2 separate regions of the Oryctolagus cuniculus genome follow, and region 2 is linked to region 1. A link is a contact called in public Micro-C data. All regions are on one chromosome and are shown on one strand. Each heading gives the region's core, a stretch centred on a gene start, on an enhancer-like site or on the middle of the called end of the contact. The rest is flanking DNA. Distances are from core to core; before and after follow the strand shown.

Region 1 (5,294 bases), core at 2,017-4,516:
TGCAACACTGGTGAGTCAGGCTGGCTCGCACAGCTGCGGGCTCACAGGCACCCTGGGTTGCACCTGATAAGGAAGAACACGACTCATTCCAGCGCAGCGTCTTGTGAGTGCACACATATAAACAGACACTCCCTGGCCCCGTGTTGTCTTGGAGTGAATTAGTGACATTCCGAATGATTGAAACATCGGAAAAAGAGCTGACAGCAAACTTCTACTACAGCGGTGCTCCCGGTTGTTGGAATCCCAATTAAGTGGGACTAAGGCTGTCAGCTGGCTCTATGTTTTGTTTTGCTTTTAAGTTTTATTTGTTTGAGAGGCAGTGGTGGGGGAGGGGGAGAAAGAGAGACAGAGAGACAGAAGAGTGCGTCCATCTGCTGGGTCATTCCCCTAATGGTTGCAACAGTGAGACTGGAACCAGGACAAGCACTTGAGGCATCTTCCACTGCCGCCCCCGGCACGTTAGCAGGGAGCTGGATCAGAAGCAGGCAGAGCAGCCGCCACTTTAACTGGAGCTCCAGTACAGGGTCCCAAGCGGCAGCTTAACCCACTGCGGCACAGTGCCAGCTCCCGGTAGCTCTAGCTCGGGGCTACCTCTTGAGCCTTCCTGGTCAAGGGCAAGTTCAGGCATCCTCTGCAGCTGTGGAAGGGAGAGGGGAGGAAGGCAGTGGAGGAGGCAGCACAGGGGAGGTGGATTTATGAAGGAACAAATGGCGAGAGCCCCAGAGAGAAAAGGAGCGAGCTGAGGCCACTACATCTTTGAAAGACCAAAAAGCACCGGGAAAAAAGCGGATGCCGCACAGTGTCCAGCGAGTGGGACAAACGGGAGGCTGACTTCAATAATCGCGCGATAATCCCACCACCAATAACATGTCGCACCTCGTAATCAACACTTGGCCTTCATTTCTAGTTTATAGTTCTCCCCATTCGCCCCACAAACCACTCAAGGGAGTAGTGCCGTAGAAGCCACGTTTTACATAGGAGAAGACTGAGTTACCCGGGGCATAATTAAGAGCGAGGTGGGGCAGGTTTGTCCCAAGGAACCCGGAGCTGAGATACCAAAGACACAGTCACTCTTGGCGTTGACTGCTGTTCAGTGACTGCCCGGAGGGCTCCATCTCCCATAGCATTTCTGGGTGCTTCAGCCCCACCTCCTCCAGTGCCCAGCACATTTCTAACACTAAATATTCCTCTACGTTTGACCCAGTATTTGGATCCCAGCAGCTACAGTGTTGGAGATTAGAGCACCGGGGAGGTTCCCCGTCTCCTGCTCCGTGCCCTTGTTCCTCAAGCGTCCCTGCCGTGACCTGCTCTTTCAAGTCTGTTCTGTACTCCGCTCTGTGACTCCTCTAAGGTTCCCACTGTCCCTGACAGGCTGGGGAAAACCGGAGGGCACGCAGACCCTCCCTTACTTGAAGGACATCACAGGTGCACTTAACCCACCTGGAGCAGTCGGGCAGGTGTTGCCTCCTGGCATCCTCAACCTTTGGCCTGTATCAGAATCATATGGGGGGGAGGGGCTGGTTAAAGACCCGGATGTCCAGGTCCCATGCAGTCTTTCTCAATCAGAATTATCTCCCGGGGCTGGGGCCTGAACTCTCATGAGCTGTGCCAGCTGTGCAGGTGATTTTTGAAATACACCAAGCTTGAAAGCCACCAGGGGCATTGCAGGGAGCCCGGGTTAATTAGGTGACGGCGGCAGGGGTGTTTCGGGAGAGGAGGCAGCTGCAGTAGGAGCTCAGAGAACCAAGCTGACACCGAATCAGGAGGACAAAACTCTGCTCTGGCTTTTCTCTCTCCTTAAGAGCGAGGTCAGATAGAGGGGGTCGGGACTCTCCATTCAGACATGTCCTCCTCCTAATAGATGTGCTGTGTGCCATAGGAGAGAGCCATGAACTCCCGTTGGAAGCAGTTAAAATAGCCCATGGTTCTCAGAACACAGAAGAGAGGTCACCCCCTGCAGAGCCGAGGGAATGGAGACTTATTATTTAATGGGTACACAGTTTCTGTTGGGGGTGATGAAAAAGTCCTGGAACTGGAGAGTAGCGATGGCTTCGAGCACGGTGAATCTATTTAATGCTTCCGAGTTACATACTGCAATGCTAAATTTTACGTTATATACATTTAGCAGTGAAAAAAAAAAATAGCCAGGCCTTTTGAGGGATGGGACTGTAGGAGCAGACAATATTCAACTTCACCGATGGCTGCTGGCCCAGGTGCACGCGTTGTGTGTAGGCAGTTACGTAAGCGGACACAGCCCCCAGCACAGGGGCTGACAAAGTACAAGTGGATTCACAGGAGCAAGGGGACAGCTGGAAACTTCAGGAAAGCTGACATGGATATGGGCGATGCCTGGAACCCTGTCTCCTGCCCTCTTTGTCTCTCCAGCTTCACTGTGCACAGGGATCACCTGGGGAGCTTGTTAAGCTGCACCTCCTAATTTCATAGGTTTGAGGGGAAGCTCACGTCTGCATTTCTAACAAGTTCCCAGGTGACGTTCATGCCGTAGCTCACACAGACTGGGAGGGCTGTGCGCGTTTAGCCTTGTTTAGTTCCTCACGATAGCCTCGTGTCCCCCAAAGTGAGAGCCCCCAGGAGGGGCTTAATTATTATTATTTATTGATACCGAGGCAGTGTAAGAGGTGCGTGCAGGCGTTTGGAGGATGGGAGAATCTTTGCCGTGAACTCTAGCATATTCGAGCCGTCCCAGCTTCTAGGGGTCGCTCACCTTGTGATCTCAAATTCTGAATAAGGGTGTTAGTTCTAAGTTGTTTCTGGCCTTACCACCTTGCTGCCTCCACTCTGATCCTTGAAATCGTGGCCTTGAACACGTGAAAGGTAATGGCCCTGATTTGCAAACTGCGGGGAAGCCTTGCTCTCCTCTGCAATCCTGCAAATTCTCTTCACCTGAGGAGGGCAGGGGCTTTCCAGATCTGGGCGTCTGTCTGAATAATTGCCACTTTGGCCTCCCCCAAATCAAATAAACAGCCTTTAAAGCCGACTGTGTGCGAAGGCGGTTCATTCCCTAAAACACACGCGGGTGTCATAACGTTGCCATTATTTACTATGAACGTCTAGGACGACGGTAACACATTGGCGGTTGAGCGACAAAGTGTGTGGGGAAGGTTGGGGGGAGGGGACAGAGGACGGAGAGGGCAGGAGAAAGAGGAACTACATATCCCATAAGTCCCCGGGAAAGCCCACGGCGCGGCGGCGCCCCACCCCTCTCGCCGTCCGGGCCCGCCCCTCGGATGACGTCACAGAGGTGACGTCACGGCGTCCAGAGCGAGGCTGGGGTAGAGAGGCCGACCGAGCAGGAGTCGTCCGCCTGTCGTGCAGGCTGCCAGGAGTCGGCGAGGGGTGCGCGGGCGAGTGGCGATCGGGCGAGCGAGCTAGAGCGGGCCGGAGGGAGCGTGGCGCGGCGGGGCGCCGGGGCGGCCCCACAGCCGGAGAGAGCGGCGGAGCCGGGCGCCGCGGGGTCCCCACCCCCACTCGGCCGAACCGGGCCGGTGTTCCCCCGTGCGGGGGGCGGCGGCGGCGGCTGACGGGACCCGACGGGACCCGACGGGATCGGGGGTGTTGCCACCTCCGCCGAGGAGCCGGCGCGGCCGCGGGCTCCTCAGAGCCGGGGCCGGGCCCTTGACAGACGGGGCCGAGGACCGGAGAGAGGCAGCGGCGGCGCAGGCGACGGGGAGGCGGCGGCGACACCATGTCATCCCCCAGTCCCGGCAAGAGGCGGATGGACACGGACGTGGTCAAGCTGTATCCTTCGAGGCGGGGGATCGTGGCTGTGGTGGGGGGGCCGGCGTGGGGACCCCTGAGGCTCGGCCGAGGGCCCCGGGGCACCCCAGGCCACTGCCCCCTCCTCCCGCGGCGCCCACGGCGGCTCCCGGCGCCTCCCAGGAAGCGAGGGCCTGTTCAGCTCCCCTTTATCTGCAGCACCCCACAATATGCGTAGCTCCTGCTCTTCCTGCAACCCCCCCCCCCGCCCCTCCAGCGCCCGTGACTTTTCTTTGGGGCTCCCAATACGGCCTCTTTTTTTTTTTTTTTTTTTCTTCCCCCAGGACCAGCCGCCTCACTCTGTCTACCGCTGGGCCCACCGTCAGGGTCTCTCTTTTCTGTTTGTTCGCTCTGTATTTCGGGACTCCAGGCAGACATTTCCCGAGAGGGAGGCCTTTCTCCCTGTAGATGCCCCCATTCCCTGCTCTCACAATGCCTCTTGAACTGGGGTAACTCCAGCGACCTTCTTTATCCCTAATTCCTTTCTATATTAGGAAGAGAGTAGTCGGCGCAGGGCCCCCTTTGCTAATAAAGAGCTCGGTGTGTTTTTTAAATGAGGGACTCCTGGTGCGGTGGCTGGTCCTGGCAGGACCCTCCTGACAAAGCCTATCCCACCCGTGCTCGCGTGCGGTGAGGACCCCCGGGCCCTGCGGCCAGCCTCCCTCCATGTTGTGGCTGTGACAGCTGGGGGCAGGGAGAGCAGGCCTCCCTAGGAGACAGCCCCCCGAGAACCACCCACCCAAGCAGAACTCCCCGCGTGAGGCTAAGGTTCCTGGGGAGTACTCGCCCTGCCCCCGCCCCAACTTTATTCTCCCTGGAGGTTGCAGTGGGGGGGAGCCCCCCACCCCCCCCAGCAGGCAAGGGTTCTGGTTGGAGTCCAGGCTGATTATTTCATGACCAGCTAGAGAAATTCGCGAAAGTTCCTGTGACAAATCAAGGAATCTGGCTTTGGAGGGGATAAGTTAGAGATTGAGGGGGGCCCTCATGTGGGGAACAACTAAGCCCTGGGGAGGGGGGGGTTAGGGGGTAGGGTGTGAAAGGCTGTTTAAGAAAAAAAAGTGTCTCCTGTTTGTCTTTGGCCCTCACCCCATCCCCCCCATTGCCCCCTGTTGCAGGGTTTTGTTTATATAACTCAGGTTGCCGGGCCAGATTCTTCAGGTGAATTCTTCCTGGCTTTTATTTGTTGCCATTTCCGATCGACTGTTTTACTTCTTTGTAGGGATAGATGATGGTCAAACACTCAGTGATGGGATCTGCAGAAGTTTTTAAAAGTAGTTTTTGCATATGGTTTGGAGGTGGGGGATGGGAGGGAAGTTGCCTGGGCAAGAGATTATTACTGTTTTTTTTTTTTTTTTTAATAATCTTTTTGTTAAGATGTTTTTCTCCTCACCCAGGGAAGACTTGGCTAGGAATTAGGAACAGTAGGTGAACTTCTGAGTTTAGGGTTTGGAGTTTTAAGATTTTGGGGGGTGGGCATAGGGATTAGACACAAGCAAGTGATAGAGTATAATGTGCAA
Region 2 (5,294 bases), core at 1,912-4,411, 52 kb before region 1:
AAAACTAATAGCAATATATAATGATGTTAAGATGGAGTCATAAGATTTTAGCTTGCAAGTTGCCAATAATCTGTTGCCTAGTTTTTTGTTTGTTTGTTTAAAGATTTGTTATTTATTTGAAAGGCAGAGTTAGAGGCAGAGAGAGAAAGATCTTCCATCTGCTGGTTCACTCCCTAAATGGTGGCCAGGGCTGGCCCAGGCCAAAGCCAAGAGCCCTGGAACTCCATCCAGGTCTCCCACATGGGTGCAGGGGCCCAAGCCCTTGGGTCACCTTCCGCTGCTTTCCCAGGCACATGAGTAGGGAGCTGATTCAGAAGTGGAGCAGCCAGGATTTGAACCAGCGCTCACTCATGTTGAATGCCGGCCACAGACAGCTCTTATCCTGCTACACACACCACCAGCCCCACTGCCTACTCTTGGGAAACGCGCTATCTATGCACAGTTGAGCAGTGTTCTTTGTTGCTAGCTAGCTCATGCTGGATGGTGAGTGTTTCCCACAGTTCACAGACCACGCGGGGAAGTTCCGGTTCCTCAACCGATACGAGAATCAGGGCTCTGCGCCCCTTCCTTCCAAGTCACCGTCGTCCACCTGTGCTCCAGAGTGGGACCCAGCCAGCCATTCTCTGCTTTTGTAAATTTTTTAAAATTTTATTTTCATGCACTTGAAAGGCAGAAAGAGCAATCTTCGTCTGCTTTTTCTCTCCCCACATGGCTGCTACAGCCAGGGTTTGCCAAGTGCCCCAAATCCCAGCCTGATCCCTCCCCCGTGGGTGGCAGGGGCCTGAGGAGTTGGGCCGCCATCTGCAGCCTCCCAGGATGCACTAGCAGGAAGCCTGCTGGGAAGTGGAGTAACCTTGGACCAGCACTCTGGTACGGGATGGGGGATCTCACGTGGTGCCCTGGCCGGCTGTGCCACAGTGCCCACCCCCAGTTAACCCGTTCTGCATTGAGTCTTCACAGATGTCAAAAAAGAAACGGCAGCACGCCCATGTTCCTTGCGGCACACAGCGAAGATGTGGAGGCAGCCTGGGTGTCCAGGGACGGATGGAGGAGCGTGTGGTTTGCACATAACAGTGGCAGAGTATTCGATCTTTAAATGAAGGGGTCCTGCCCCCACACTGCAGCGGGGGGTGCACCTGGAGGATGTCAGCCAGTCCTGGAAGGTCTCTGATTCTTCCGTGAAATGTCTAGTGGTCAGACTCCTAGAAACAGCAGGATGTGGTTCCCAGGGGCTGGGGCAGGGGGAGGGGGAGGGGCGATGAAAACGATCTGGACGCTGATGTGCAGTGAACGTGCGCACAGCTAACGCAGCCGGCTGTGCACTTCCGAACAGCCACGCGACAGACTGGCATGTGGGTTTAAAAAAAAAATTCGTTTATTTGAAAGAGTGACAGTGATTTTCCACCCACTGGTTCACTCCCCAAATGACCACAATGACTGAGCCAGGCTGACGCCAGGAGCCAGGAACTTCACCCAGGTCTCCCACATGGGTGCAGGGGCCCTACTTGGGGTCCTCTTCCGCTGCTTTGCCCTGCGCACGATCAAGGCGCTGGACCCAGAGCAGAGCAGCCCCAGGACATGAAGCGGCGCTCCAGCATGGAACCAGTCCCGCAAGTGGCGGCTTGAGCTGATGCACCCCGTGTCGGCCCCTTGTTCACAGTTAAAGGAGACAAAGAAGTGGCCACTTGTGCCACCAGTCTGTCACAGAGGGGACAAAGCCCACCCTGGAGTTGCTCAAGGCTCGGCAGTGTCCTACATCCTTCATCTCCCTTCTGGGGCACTTAATGCCACTCGGAAAGCCTCCAGCCCAGTTACGGGCTTCCTGGTGTTGCTGGAGCTAAGTCGCTCCTTCTCTAACAGGCAGGGGAAATGAATGTGAAAGCAGAAGTGAGACTTTCTTCTGTATACCTAGATGTCAGGGGAGATGGGACTTCTCGGACAGTAAGGGACTAGAAAATCTGCACTCTTTAAGGATCGTGAGTCTGTCTCCCAGGTCTCCAAGAGCTGGGATAGCCTGCTTGACATGCAAGGGACAGTGTGGTCTCTCGGTGCCGAGCTGCAATGCCTGCAGTACCCAGCAGAGCCACAAGATGTCCCCAGCGTTCCATGAATCCCCTTAATAGCAGACTGGGCGGATCCACGCGGTGGGCTTTGGAGCGCTTTTTTTTTTTCTTTTCCTTTCAAATGGCCTGTTCTCGCCAGTATCACTCTTTGTCCTTATTTGTTACATTTCTTCTCTCCTAACCCAACCTACAGCCGCCTGCTTCCCCTCAATCTAAGGCAGGGACAGAAATAGAGATGAGAAGCACTGACATGACCCTTAGGGAGCCCATGGATACGCCTTGAGGGGCTGGAGGCAAGAATTAATAAATGTACCTGAATTTAAGGTCAGGGTTAGGAACAGAGACACAAGTAGCAAGGGGTATTTTCTGCAATGCCCACCCCAGCCATTGGCAGCAGCTGTCCTGGTGCACACGGAAAGCCCCGAGTGGCAGCCGGCTCACCCCACGGCCGGCCCACTAAGCTAAGCAAGCAGTGAAGCATCTTGGGGATTGGGGATGTGTTCACGGGGCCACGAGCCAGAGCCGTGCGTCATCCCAGCCGCGGCAGAGCCGGCAGATGGCCCTTTGCTGGTGAGGATTCCAGAGCCTGTGACTCATGCTAATTAACCCTGACTCGTGGTAGCACCGAGCATAAAGAGGTCACTGTCGCCACTGCATCGAGTGGGGAAACCAAGGCGTGGAGTGGGGAAGCAGCTTGGCTCCATTAGTCAGCGGCAGCCGGTCATGAGTTGGTCACTGCCCTCCTCCACGTGTGGCGGGCTGCCCTGGACCAAGACGGGGCCACACAACAGGGTGGCCCAGAGGAAGAGGGACAGTGGTGATGGCGGGGACAGCCAAAGGCCACATGGCATAAGTCCACCGCCCCCCTGCAGTGCTACCGGGGGAGGTGACAGCCACAATCATGGTGGATGGAAGCTGAGCTATGCCTGGAACCCTGGGGCCCCACTAGGTCTCCTTCCTGCATTGTCATCCCATGGTGGAGCACAAGAGAGACAGTCCCCTGTGCAGGCTGAGAACACCGGCTCCGGGGTCAGCAGCTGGCAGGTGGAGGCAGCAAGGTGGGCCACATCCAGGGTCTGGGTTCAGATCTCAACTCGCTGGTCCCTGGCTGTGTGCTTCTGAGCCAGCTCCTCCGAGCCTGCATCTGTCTGGTGAGGACAATACTAGTCGTGGGGCTGTTTTGAGAATTAAATGGGATGTGTGAGACGCTTAGAACAGTGCCCGTGGGACTGGCGGTGTGATGCTGGCATCCCAGACGGGCGCCGGTTTGATTCCCAACTGCTTCACTTCCAATCCAGCTTCCTGCTAATGCGCCTGGGAAAGCAGTGGAGGATGGCCCAAGTGCTTGGTCCCTTGCACCCACGGGGGAGACCCAGATGAAGTTCCTGGCTCCTGGCTTCTGCCTGGCCCAAACCAGGCCATTGTGGCTGCTTGAGGAGTGAACCAGCGGATGAAAGATTTCCTCTCTCTGCCTTTACCTCTCCCCCCTCAGTAACTTTGCCTTTCAAATAAATACATATATATAATATATATATATTTAATCTTAAACCAGTGCCTATACATTGTGAATGCTCAGTGTTAGCTAGTCATTTTTGTTTTATTTTAATTATTTATTTTCATTATATTTTAAAGCCAGAGAGAGAGAGAGAGCGCACACACTTTTATTCTCTAGTTCACTCCCCGGATGCCCACAACAGTTGGGGATGGGCCAGGCTGAAGTCAGAAGCAAGGAACTCCATCCAGGTCTCCCATAGGGGTGAGCCAAGCATTTGAGCCATCGTCTGCCTCCTCCCAGGGTGCACAGTAGCAGGGAAGCTGATACAGAAGCAGAGTAGCAGTGACTCAAACCATACACTCAGCCATGGCATGAGAGTGGCCTACGTGGTGACTTAACCACTGTGCAGGACACCTGCCCCATCCTATATGGGATAGCAGAGAGCTGGATCAAAAGTGGAGCAGCCAGGACTTGAACCGGCGCCCACATGGGGATGCTGGCACTGCAGGCAGTGGCTTTACCCGCTAGGCCGCAGCGCCGGCCCCTGGGGAGGGGGTCAGGAAAAAGAGGCAGCCGTGAATTTCCTCATCGGACTGTCTTTGCTCCAGGTAGAGCTCGTTCAACCCGGCGTCCTCACACCATCCTTAGACAGCGCGGGTGCTGGTGGTGCAGCCCCAAGGCCAGTGCAGCAGCATCAGGAAACCCCGGGGAGGCGGCGGTGCAGTGAGAGCTCACGGCAGGCCTCGCCCGCTGGGCTGAGAATCCGGGCTTGTTTGTCCAGCACAGCCTACCTGAGTCACCCTCCTGGAGCTGGTCCAGCAGGCTGCCGGGAGCCTGGAACGTCTGCCCGCCGAGCCAGGCCCGTGCCAGCACCTCCTGCCTGGCCTGCCCTCAGAAAGCGAGGTGGACACACTTTAGGTCTACAGTCAGGCCCTGAAATGGAGCAAGAGCCTGGCCAGGGCCTGACAAACAGCCCGGAGCCCAGATTCCGTCCTGGGGTAAGAGCCCCAGAGCCCGGATAATGACTTCTATGCATCCCATACGAAAGCAAGAGGTGGCCAGCAGCCAGGGCAGCAGCTGCCTCCTCCCCTGCCCCCCACCCACCAGCCCCTCCCTGCACCCCCAGGTCTGCTGGGGCAGGGCTCAGCCCCGGGGGAGAGGGGTTCCAGAGTAAAAGGAGGAAGCAGACAGGTGCTGTATTTCACAATAAAGTGCCCTGAAGTCACGAGAGGGGCGGAGAACAGTTTTTCCGAAAGTGAGAAGCCCCTGTTGCTTCAGAGCGGAGATGTGGGGGCCTTGGGGGGCCTGCGGGGGGGGGGGGGGAGAGCTTGTTCCCCTAGGAGACTGGGAGCTGGGACCACCTCCCAGGCCCACTGGCTGGCCAGTGTACTTGCGCTCGCATGGGGCCCGCTGTGAAGCCACCGGCGCAATGTTGGCCAGCAGTGAGCCTATGGCGTGGGGATGAGGCTCGCGCTGCTCCCAGAGAGAGAGCTGTAGGCCCCCAGGGAGCAGCTGAGGCCAGGGTCCCGACAGTGGGCTGCCTGGGGCCTCCCACTCCTCAGAGGCCTGCGCTGGCACCCGCAGGCCCTCAAGCGTCTTTGCAAGGGTCACAGGTGAGCCTGGGACAGACAGTGCCCTGAGGGCGGGAGGGGCGGGGCGCGGGTGGAGGACAGCCGTGTTAGGCCCTGCTGACTAAGACATGACCTCACATCCTCTGTGGTGAACCTGCCAACTCA

The links. A called contact is a pair of places that touch in the nucleus more often than the background predicts.
Region 2: a contact with region 1 is called in a Micro-C map of ear pinna, with 7 times the contacts expected there. The contact joins the enhancer-like site here to the promoter of UBE2H in region 1. A contact is called at or near these places in 2 of 6 Hi-C or Micro-C datasets (ear pinna and embryonic fibroblasts).

The regions. Positions count from the first base shown.
Region 1 is chr3:166,117,927-166,123,220 of mOryCun1.1, reverse strand. It overlaps UBE2H (ubiquitin conjugating enzyme E2 H), which reads left to right and starts at 3,266. Exons shown (of 5, transcript XM_008258202.4): 1 at 3,266-3,759. The coding sequence starts at 3,707.
Region 2 is chr3:166,169,743-166,175,036 of mOryCun1.1, reverse strand. No RefSeq gene overlaps it. Among named protein-coding and RNA genes, the nearest start is that of ZC3HC1, 32 kb to the left of the region's middle. Within about 2 kb of position 3,161, at least 5 of the 8 cell types and tissues checked have an H3K27ac peak or open chromatin away from gene starts, as enhancers often do. A contact at or near this core is called in ear pinna, where this site is marked.